2 separate regions of the Sus scrofa genome follow, and region 2 is linked to region 1. A link is a contact called in public Hi-C data. All regions are on one chromosome and are shown on one strand. The core of a region is the stretch at or near the end of the contact, and the rest is flanking DNA. Distances in the headings are between cores, read along the strand shown.

Region 1 (5,574 bases), core at 2,000-4,499:
AACCCAGGTTCCGGTTTGATATTTAGGGCATCTGATAACAGAACAAGGGCTATACCTAGATTCAGATAGGTTTCATGGGTGTCCTAAGTTTCCCCAAACTGGAAACTAACAACCACCTGCAAGGTTTTTCTTGGGCTAGTTAGTTATTGGTGAAATTGGATTCCAGATTTCTCTCTTAAGGCCAAACCTCTGTATTTTTGACTAAATGATAACGACTCCAACCCAATTTTATGGGAAGGATCAAACAATATAAGTTTTAAGTCCTTAAAGGAGAGTTTGATGAACCCATCTGCCCTTGGGCACCACAATTATCAGATTCTCTTTTTCCTTTTTGTATGTAAAAAGGAAAGGAATGCCCTTGGAGTACTCACCCCCAAACAAGGGGACCACCATCAACACACAGAGTACTGTAGCTAGAATCTAGAGTCTGTGGCATGGAGATAACCCTCTTTGCCTTAGAGCCATTACTGTCACTGCCCTTTTGGTTAAGGCCACAGGAGAAAATCTTTAATCATTTTTGTACCTCATACAATTGAAGCCCTCCTGAATTCTCACCATACTCACTATTTCTCAGTCAGCTGCCCCCCCCTTTGAAGTCCTTTTGTTAACTGATCCTCATGTATTGCTTTTACATCATAGTAATTTTAACCCTGCTACTCCTCTCCCTTCCATCACTGATGAAGTCCCCCACAACTGCTTAATGCTGATGGACCACCTCCTGACTCCTTGTGATAATTTACTTGAACCTACTCTGGGTAGTCCTGAATTTCATGGTTCACTGATGATTCTTATTTAAAAGCTGACAATGGTAAATATTGTGCTGGATATGCTATTGCAACTCCTCTTGGTGTTGTTGAGGCAACATCTTTATCTATGACTACTTCAGCCCAACATACTCTTACATGGGCTTGTACTTTAGCCAAGGACAAAACTGCCAATATTTATGCTGATAGTAGATGTTTTCAGAACAGCCCATGATTTGGGGATATTGTGGAAGCAATGTGGCTTCCTTACTTCTAGAAAAAGTAAAAATTAAAATGGCCCCTATGTTCAGAAATTATTAGATAAAACATTTTACCTGATGCTTTAGTTATTATTAAGATTCTGGGGCATTCTAAACGTGACTTTCTGGAAGCTAAGGGAAATCACCTTGTTGACATTTCTGCAAGGAATATTGTCTTTAAAGAAACCAACCTCTGTCATGGTCCAAAGGAATATTTCCCCCAAATGATAGCTTAGAAAAACTGGCTAAAGAAGCTGAAAAACTGGCTTCAGAAAAGGAAAAACAAGATTGGAAATCCAACAATTGTTGGTTCAATAAAAAGAAAGCTGTGGTTGAGAGCAAATACATCCCAATCCTAGTGGAAATTCTAAAATCCCCACTCCTCACCACTGTACATGGATACACTGTACATGAATGCATTGGTCCACTGACAAAATGATAGCTTTCGTGATCAATGATGGTGGGAAAACATTAATAAGACTGCAAAATTGCCTACTTAACTTGCTCCATTTGTCCAAAATCTACTCCAAGGAAGCCTGTTTGCATTGCTCCTGGATATTTTAAATTGTCTAATGGACCATTTGAGCCCTGGCAAATAGGTTTCACACAACTTTCTCTGTCTAGTGGATGTAAATACATTTTAGTTGTGGTCTGTGTATTTTCACACGGAACTGAAGCCTTCCCTCTTTTGTAGCTAAAGCCCTTTTGGAAAAAAACTGTCTGTACCTGGGGAACTCCTCTCAAATTCGCAGTGATCAAGGGACTCGTTTTACTGTCCAGGTACTTTTACAGAGCTGTACCTGTTGGCTGGTTTTAAAACTTTTTACTGCACTTATCACCTTCAACACTCTGGTTTAATAAAATTCACTAATAGCATTATTAAGATTCAACTGGCAAAATTTATAGAGGCTCTCATAATACTTTGACCAAAGGCATTGCTGTTCATCCTTTAAAATCCCAGATCCACTCTTTTTGGAACTCATAAACTCTCACCCATTTAGATAGTCACAGGATGCTCAATGTACTTGCCTCCCACTTTCTTTTACCCACTGCTGATAAAAAGAAAGATACTCCAATTTTGCAAAGACCTAATCTCTTCTATTTACAATAACCATGTTTTGGTAGAATAATATTTTCACAGTGCATTCTCAAGAGATGAAGACCTTAAGCAGCATACTTGAAAACTGGAGACTTTTTCTGTTAGAAAATACAACTCCAGAAAGACTATCTTCAATACCACTTTTTAGGCCCTATCAGGTACTTCTAAACCAACTCTTATGCCATCAAACTCCAGGGAAGATTCTTGGACTCATATGACACACCTAAAGAAAGCATCAAACCCTGATTAGAACTGCACATCATCTGGTGACCTGAAAGTAAAGATTTTCTGGAATTGAAGCAGATGACATTTTATGAGACAGCTTTCCCAAGATATCCAGACCAGGTCTGTTAGAAGTCCGTTGTCAATCCTCTGATGGTGGCATAATGCTTCAGATGATCTCAAGTGCCTGTGGCATGTGGAAGTTCCTGGGCCAGAGATCAAACCTGAACCACAGCGGTGACAATATCTGAACCACAGCAGTAACAATACCTGAACCACAGCAGTGGGCCACCAGGGAACTCCTCTAATATCTACAATCTTGATAACATATGGACTTTATATTAAAAAGTACCTAAGAGTGCTCCCTCCTACTCCTCCTTTTCACTCAAATGTGACCTCAATAAGTTTCCAATCTGTATACTTTCTTTTCTGGAAAAGATTCAGCCAATGAAAAGCCATAGATTCCTTGTTTACTAGAGCCCTCCCAACTTTCTTTTCCTCTCTACAGAAGAGTTCTCCTTCCCTTGCTGTGCAGGAACTTTCACGTGGCTTACCATGGTTGCAGACGCTGAATTTCAATTCTCTGCTGATCCTGAATAAACTGATCTTTGCTGGGTAAATAACTGACAGTCTATTTGTTTTAGGTCAACAGGATTCCAGCCAAAAGCCAGTGGCCCCAGAAGCTAGGCCATGAGAATGGGGCTCTCCAAATAGCTCTCTTGCTGGAATGGGCCACATCCAGGGATCCTCTTCCTTGGAATCTCTGCCTGCCCTCTGGAGATGGTTGAGAATAAATGTCCAGGAGGGCAGGGTTAAAGAGACAGGAACATGCTGCTCCGCCTGCTCTCAGGGCTGGAATGTGGAATGAGTGAAGGATCAGGTTTCCTCATTTGCCTGACAAGTTCACTTAACCAGTGGGATCTGAGCCCTGCTCTAATGGGAACCAGCTGTGGGTGGGGGAAGCTCTGTCTGGGAGGAGCACAGGCCACATACTCCCTGCTCAAGTCATCACCCAGGGAAAACTTAGTTTAGCCCTCCTTTTACAGCTGGGAAACTGAGGCCCAGGAAAGTGGGCCACCACAGACCTATGTCCAGGGCTCCTCCACACAGACTACAGCTGGGGATCCTTGGACCAGGCCTCTAAATGGCTTCTTCTTGAATTCACTGCCCAGGAGGACTGTCCTTGGGCCCAGACAAAGCTCCCCAACAGGGTTGACCTAGCTCCTGTGTGCCTTCCACCTTGCCCAGAACCTGCCAGTCTGGTCTCCATGCACCCAGAGAGAGACCTGGATGTTCTGGCTTATACTCCTTTGCTTCCTTTCCCTTTATAACAGTCACAGCTTTCCCTCAGGCCAGGGGACTCAGGAGTGAGGAGCATTTCTTCCCACACCAGGTCCTTCTACAGTGGAAATAATTCACAGTTTCATCAGTTTAGGTTGTTTTGGAGAAGGATGCTAGCCATGGTGTGGGGAGTGTAACCACTGGCAGTAAGAGAATCCAGGTTTATCCCAGTTGCCCAATCTTACCCTACTACAGAACTTTAGCCCTATATTCCTTCAAATCCCGCTCTTACTACCTCTTATTATGTATAAGTTAGTTTTTGCTTCATAATAAGCCATTTCCAAACTTGGTAGCTTAGGACAACAAATGTTTCATTTTTCATGATTTTATGGGCCTCCTAGGTGCCTTGGCTGGAAATAAATGGGGTCTCACACAGGTGCCTGGAGGGCCACAGGAGCCAGGACAGGAGTCAGAGACCTGGGTGATAATGGAGTTATAGCTCAGTGGGGCTTGAGCCCTCCTAGAAAGGGCTGGGGACAAGGATGGGAGATGGAGTGGAATGAGAGGAATAGTGACACTGCCCATGGCTGGGTTTAGGCCTGGCTAGGGCTTCAGGCAGGTGGAAGCTACTTGGCCCAGCCTCTGGGTCCAGGCTCTGAGCAGGGAAGGCATGGATCAGAACTACAACAGGCCTGAGGGGCAATGATGACCACACCTGGGACTAATGCCAGGACTCCATGGCAACTTACAGACACTCTGTGCCTGTTGCAGGGCCAGGCCTCTCCTTCCTGGCTTCCTAGGTGTATCCTGGGTGGGTCTGGCATGGAGTCCATGGAGGTGAAGGGTGAGTAGGGGACACTGTGGGTGGGCTGGTCCTCAGGTAGGATCCTAGTACTATTCCTGACATTTTCCTGCTACACTGTCCTTGGATAGAAACTCCAAGGCATCAGAAACAGCCTGATCCGATCCCAACTTTCAGCTCATCCACCCCACTGACCCTGACTGAGGTCCATGAATCTTCAGAATGGCTCCTTGGAGAGGCTTACCTGCAGAATGCAGGCCTGGGGGCAGATAAAGTTCCCATAGGGCAGGTTCCTGAGGATGGCCCGAGTCCTCCTACTTAGGAGCATCATCCATTTCAGCTGGAGGCCAGAGTGATTCTGTAGAAACAGTTTGGCCTCTTCATTCAGGCCTATGAAAAGGAACAAGCAGTCAGGATAGTCTGTGGGGCCACAGGGGACTCCCAGGCCAAGATGAACATGGAAAAAGGCAAACACAGGTATAGGAAGTACTAGTAGGGGACACCCTGGGGTGGAAGGAGCAGGTCTGTGGAGGACAAGTGGGTAGGAGAGGAGGGAACACAGAGGATGAAAGGAGTAGGCCTGTTGAGGACAATCAGGTATACAGGAGGGGACATGAAGGTAGAAAGAGAGGGCCTGTGGGGGACAGCCCATAGGCACATGTTGGGTCATGGCACTGGAAGGAGCAGACCTCTGGGAGGACAGCCCCAGGGTGACAAGGCAATGTGAAGCATGCCAGGAATGTGGCCAAGAATATAAAGGATACAGGAGGAGAACTTGGGGGGAAGTAGATCTGTGGGGAATCGTTAGTGGGGAGGGAAAGAGAGGACAAGGGGGTAGAAGGAGAGGCCTATGGGAGACAGATGAGGGGAACAGGAGGGGTGGAAGGAACAGCCTTTTCACCAGGACCCACCTCACAAGCAAGAGTGAATTCCCATGATTTTCAAAAGCTGTGTCAGGGGTTAGCAAATCTTTTCTCTGAAGGGCCAGAGACCTGGGCCCTACAGTCATAATCCTCACTTCCAGGACTGTCTCAGAAAAGCAGCCAAGATTATCCATAAATGATTGAGTCTGAATAAGTTTCGATAAAAAACTTATTAATACACACTGAAATTTTAATTTCATATAACTTTCACATCATGATAGTCTACATTTCTTTTCATTCATTT
Region 2 (5,574 bases), core at 1,803-4,302, 180 kb after region 1:
ACTCCTTAGCTCCATCTTCTCACCTGAGGATAACATCAAGATAGGAACAGAGTATGGGTGAGCCCACCCAGATCCACAGCCAGGGCAGAGGTGGGTGGTGGTTGGCAGCAGGAGAGGTGTCTGAGTTTGTATCTCAAACTCGCCACAAGACCTTGAGACAGCCTCTTTCTGCTCAGAGCCAGGCTCCACTTCCTTCCAAGAGGGCTTCAGGCCAAGCTGTATAGGACCCCAAAGCACATACATCTCTGTAGCCCCAGGAGAACCAGATGGAAACACCACCTGCCAATCACACCAGAAGCAGGGTCAGGCCAGGGAGGGAGAGAGGAGAGCTCCTTCCCCATGGCAGGCAGGTGACCTAGAGGGGTCTTCCTAGTGGCCACAGCCTGAGAAGGACAGGAGGAGTAAGGCAGGTAGGGTTGCAGCCTGGGGGCGGGGGGGGGGTGTAGGTGGGGCAGGGAGGGCTCCCACTGCCCACGTGATCCTCCCCCAGGCCAGCCTCTCTGGGTTTCTGGGCTGTAACTGGAGCTGCCTTGCCTGTGAGCCTCTGTGCCAGGCAGAGCTTTCAGAGCGGGGGAGTGGGGGAAGGGAGAAGGGAGAGGAGGGCCTGGATCCCAGCTCCCCGCCACCCCCACCCCACCCCAGGCTGGCCCGTGCGCTCCCTCTGTACTAGGGTGGGGAGGGAAGCCCTAGTACAAGGCACAGGGAGGCCCCCTGGCTCTGGCCCAGCCCTGCCCTGCCCTGCCTGCCTTGGACCATCTCCTCCCCACCTCCCCCCTGGCTCCTGCCCCTTTACTGGGCCAGGAGAAAGGGCCCCAAACCCAAGTTCATCTGGTCACTACTAGCCAGAGGCGGGGCCTCCATGCCTGTGCTATCCTGCAGAGCACACCAGGAGCAGACTCCTCCAGGACCAGGCCCCTTCCCTCCTCTGCCTTTTTGGCTGGAACAGAGTCTGTCCCTCTCCAGGACCTCCATTCCACCAAGTTGAGTCCTGTCTCTCTAGCAGTCTAGTGCAGGGGGCAGGGGTGAGGGGATACCCCCAGCAGAGCCAGCTGTCCCCAGGGCAGCACAACTGCTTCCTATGCTACCCATGGGGCAGGACTTGAGAAGCCTCACTTGATGGGGATTTTGGGGTCAAAGAGTAGGGTCAAAGGGGCTGGCCAGAGGAGACACAGGGGCTCTAAGCCCTCCCTACTTGCCATACATCCACTGTAGGAAGGGACTTATTCCCTTCAAGGGAGCTAAACAGACTTTCCTGGAGGTACAAAGCACAGAGAAAGCATGGAGAAAGAGAAGGATGCTGTGGGGGTGGGGATGGGGGTGGGAGCCAGGACCTGGACTGCCACCCTGTGGATCTGATCTTCCCCAGAAGGAAAGCCAGCAGCAAGGAGACTCCAACCAAAGCACAGTGTGGCGCAGACAAGCCCAGGGTGTGTCTGAAGCCTGGTGAGCAGACCCATGGCTGGGCCGGGAAAGCGAGAAGGCACAGCTGGCTGACAGGCCATCGTGACTCACCGTGGACCTGCAGCCAGACAGCCATCCTCTGACCCTCCCTGTGCCCGAGAGGGTGAGGCAAAGGCTGCACAGATGGCATGCAGGGGCGTGCCAGCCTCTACATGGCCTGGGCCCCAGGCGGGCCAAACCCAAAGCCACAGCCCTGGCTGAGGGGTGGGGTCTCCAGGAGAAGGAGACAGGGAGCTGACCCTGGAAGACAACTCAGGAGAAAGGAACAGGAGAAGGTGGGGGAGAAAAACACAAAGGGAAAGTTTCCCATGAAAATATTTTATTTTCTTTGAGAACAGGATACACCTGCAGGGCTCCTCGCCCAGTCGGCCTCTCCCCACCCTATCAGTGGCACATTTCTGGACCAACGGGGCCCTCTGCTGGCCAGGCCGCTGCGCGGCGGCGCCCGGGCCAGAGGAGAGAGAACAGGTGACAACGGGAGGAGGACGACAGCCCGGGAGCGGCCGCAGGGCACACAGGACAGGAGCTAAGCAGGAGTGGTGAGGGAGCAGAAGGTGAGTAGTCTGAGGAGAACCATATGGCTGCCCGCAAGATGCCACCCAGACCTGAACACAGAAAGAGTCCCCAATGCTTGCCCGGCTGGACATCCAAGAACTAGGAGGGAGGAATGAGGAAGGGCAGGAAGGAACGTCGAAGAGAGACACGCCAAAACCACGCAAACTGCTGCTTTGGAGAAGCACATGTGGCAGCGACCCTGGAGACGGCCGGGAGGCAGCATTCACAGCCCAGCTGGCCCCTGTGCACTGGACAGGGTCCCACAGACGCGCTCCCTCAGGCCGGGCCCGAACAAGCGTCAGAAGAAAAGCGCAAGAAAAATAAAATTCCTCCAGACTGTAGTTTTTTTCCCCCCTTTGGGGCTCAGTGCAAGGAACATCTGGATTTTGTACGTATTTTTTTGTTGTTGTTAAATTAACTTCTCGATGAGAGAAAGGAGGGGGAAACTGCAAGGGGGGGGGAGGTGTGCAGGGGCCGGGGAGGCTCCAGACTTTTGGCAAGAAATCCCGGCCTAAGAGAGCGGGGACCAAAGGTTGGTCTCAGAGCTCCAGGGAGCCCCGCGCACGGTCGCGGGCGCGGCCCCAGTGATTACGGCTCCGGGGTCACGGAGGACCGGGGCCTCGCGCCAGCCCGTCGGGTACGCCAGCCCCTTTCCTCACGCCGCGCCAAAGGGACACCGACTCGGGATCCGGCGACGCGAGCGTCGCAAACAAACCGCTCCAGGCAACCCGACGGCCCTCACTAGGCTGGGCACCGCGCCCCACGCACCTGGGTCGCCCCCGCCCTCGCGTCCCGCCGGCCTCCGGCCGGGCCCGCCCGCCCTGCCCCGCCCGCCGGGCCGCCGAGGCACCTACCCGAAGTAGGCGGCCGAGGGGCGCAGCGCGGCAAGCAGCAGAGTCAGCGCGAAGGCCGCGGCCAGCCAGCGCGCCAGCAGGGGCCCATCCAGCATCTTGCCGCGCCGCGGCGGCTGACCATCGCGCTCCCGGCCCCGCGCAGGGCGCCCCGCGGCCGCCGCCCTCTTATAGCGCCCGGAGCGCCAGGCCGGGGGCGGGGCGCCGGCCAGCTGGCCCGGCCCCGCCCGCGCCCGGGGAGGAGTCACGCCGGCGCCGGGGGCGGGCCGAAACCCGAGCCAGTGCACCGCCCAGCCTTGTTGCAACCCGGCCACTCGGGTCTCCGGCCGCGCCCCGCGCGTGGGGAGGAAGGCACGCGAGGAGGCGGGTGGGAACCCGGTCGGCCGGAAGAGGCGGGAGGGGCCGGAGCGCGGTGAGGGCCGGGGGAAGGGAACAAGCCCCCGGCGCGGCCGTGGGGGCGGAGCCGAGGCGGAGCATTGGTGGCCTGGGGCTAGAGGGCGGGGCGGTCCTTGTACAGCCGTTGGAGTGGGAGCAAGGGGTGGGAGCGTTAGGGGATCTGGGGATGGGGGAACCTGGGGCCGCAGAGGTGGCGGGGTGTGGCCCGAGGCGGGGCCAGGGCGGAGCTCTTGGCTGGGAAGCCAGGGGGTGGTGCCGCAGGGGACTCGGGTGTCAGCCCAGAGCTGGAGCGCTCCGGAGGGAGTTTTCAAGAAGGGGGAGTTTTCCTGAAAGAGGAGACTAGCCAGCAGGTGATGCCCCTGCACTTTGCGAAGCATGACTTTTAAAAAGGGAGGCCAGAGGAGCGCTGCTCCCTGGTTTGTAGGCCTGAGAGTGAGACAACCTGACTAGGGATGGTGCAGGCAGGTCGAGTCACTCGACCTTTTGGGAGCTGTCTCCCTACATTTAAATTGAGAGAGGTGAACTAGAGGCTGAGATCACTGCCCGCGCTGATCCTGGGGCGACCTCTGTCTCAGAAACTGTGAGAACTGGACGAAGGCTGCCGGTAGAGGCAAGATGAGCCGCTGGGCACACAGAGAACGCAGAGCCACAGCTGAAGCAAGGCAAAGCCCCAAGCTGTAATTAAAACAGATAAGACAAATTACCAGATAGAGGATGGGATCAAGGAGAACGCTTAGAAGCCCCTGGGCCAGGGGTTCTCCATGTCAACAGCCACAAACCACGGAGAAGAGCACCGCTGTAGGGTACAGGCTGTGGGGTAGGAGTCCCCTAAATGCTAGCCTTCAGACGACTAGCTTTCACTTCCATGGCCAGTGCTGCCAGAGGTGTGGGAAGGGAGGAGCCTGAGAGGGAGAGTCCAGCTGTATATCAGACACCTGAAGTCAGAGTTCTGTTTCCCGCCACAGTGACCCAGGGTCTGGGGGCCTGAGCACCTTCAAAGGCTGGGCTAGTGGTCTCTGAGGATCTACCACCTGGTGACCTATCTCAGGGCAGTGCTCTGAGGCAAAACAAAAGGACAAAAAATATACCTGACAAAGACATGTGAAGCAGGACGCCCCTCTTAGAAGGCCATCCTGGTGGACATACCTCATCCTGCCTGGGGAATTTTTGGTGCTTGACTGGGTGAGAAGAGGGTGGGAAGGAGATGGGGACTAAGCAAATCACTTCCTCTCTGGGCCTCAGTGTTCCCATCTGTGACCCATCCAACTCCAGGGAGCCATGTCTTTTTCTAAGTTGTGGTGTCACACTGTGGAAACCTCCACCCATCGTTCTGCCTCTCTGTGGGTGTGACCAGCCTCACGTCATTTCCTACTCCAGGGATTCCTTCTCTGGGAGGGGGATATCTGATGCCCTCATCTGCTCATACCACACTCAGCCATCTCACCAACAGGGCTGGCATGGCAAAAGAGAACACCAACCAAAGCAGCTTCAGCCCACCCAGGCTGCAGAGCTTGGGGACACCCTGTCATCCCCACCTCCAAAGGCCTCAGCACACTATCAGGGCCTCCACCTGAAGACATGGCTCTTACACCCGGGAAGTATGAGGCATGGGGTGAGGAGGTGTGAGTGATGACGTGTTTATAGGCACAGAGATTGTGTCCAAGAAAAATGAAGTGTGAGATTGTAAATATGTGTTTGGAAGGCACTGCAAGCCTTAGAGGGCTCACTTCCATGGGGAGTAGAGGTTTCTTGTCTGGCCACCCAGCAAGTCCCAAAGAAAGAGGTGGCCAGCTCAGGTTCCAGCCTGTGACTGGCTGGGCTACAGGTGGCACAAAGGGAGCTGGAAAGGTGAGCGCCATCTGGGGAACGTGAAGGATGGCTGGGGTTCTGCTTTCATCAGGAGTTGTCAGCTCATAGCAGCTTGGGGGGCTCACTTAGCCAGCCTAAGCAGCTCTATAGCACGTTTTTGAGTGCTGAGCCTCCCCCAGGTATCAGGAGGGGAGGGATTCTGAGAGACCCATTCAGTCTAGACAGTGAGGACCAAGGCCTTTAGGGACCAGCTTTTGGTGGGCCATGCAGCATGGGAGTTGGGGGGGGGGAGTGCCTGGTGCAGGGTGACATTGGAGTATCTGGGGGCCTAGGAGGGGCTGTCCCTGCCCCTTGCATCTAGGGCAGCAACTGAGATGATGCTCCCAGCTACCAGCTACCCCCACCCCAGCTGGACCTAAGGTCACAGGCTCCATCTCCTAGACAACACATCTCCCCATCAGGTCTGACTGCCTCACCACACCCCTGCCTGCAATCCCACCTC

What was found. Hi-C and Micro-C count contacts between places; a contact is called where the count stands out from the background.
Region 2: a Hi-C map of omental adipose tissue shows a contact between it and region 1, with 1.4 times the contacts expected there. The contact joins the promoter of WNT9A here to the enhancer-like site in region 1. A contact is called at or near these places in 2 of 5 promoter capture datasets (fetal liver and fetal skeletal muscle), 2 of 47 Hi-C or Micro-C datasets (omental adipose tissue and skeletal muscle) and 1 of 2 datasets of contacts at active chromatin or transcription factors (skeletal muscle).

The regions. Positions count from the first base shown.
Region 1 is chr2:50,944,277-50,949,850 of Sscrofa11.1, forward strand. No RefSeq gene overlaps it. Among named protein-coding and RNA genes, the nearest start is that of PRSS38, 25 kb to the right of the region's middle. Within about 2 kb of position 3,250, at least 10 of the 83 cell types and tissues checked have an H3K27ac peak or open chromatin away from gene starts, as enhancers often do. A contact at or near this core is called in omental adipose tissue, where this site is marked.
Region 2 is chr2:51,125,294-51,130,867 of Sscrofa11.1, forward strand. WNT9A (protein Wnt-9a) reads right to left here and starts at 3,053. Exons shown (of 4, transcript XM_003123611.5): 1 at 2,871-3,053. The coding sequence starts at 2,965.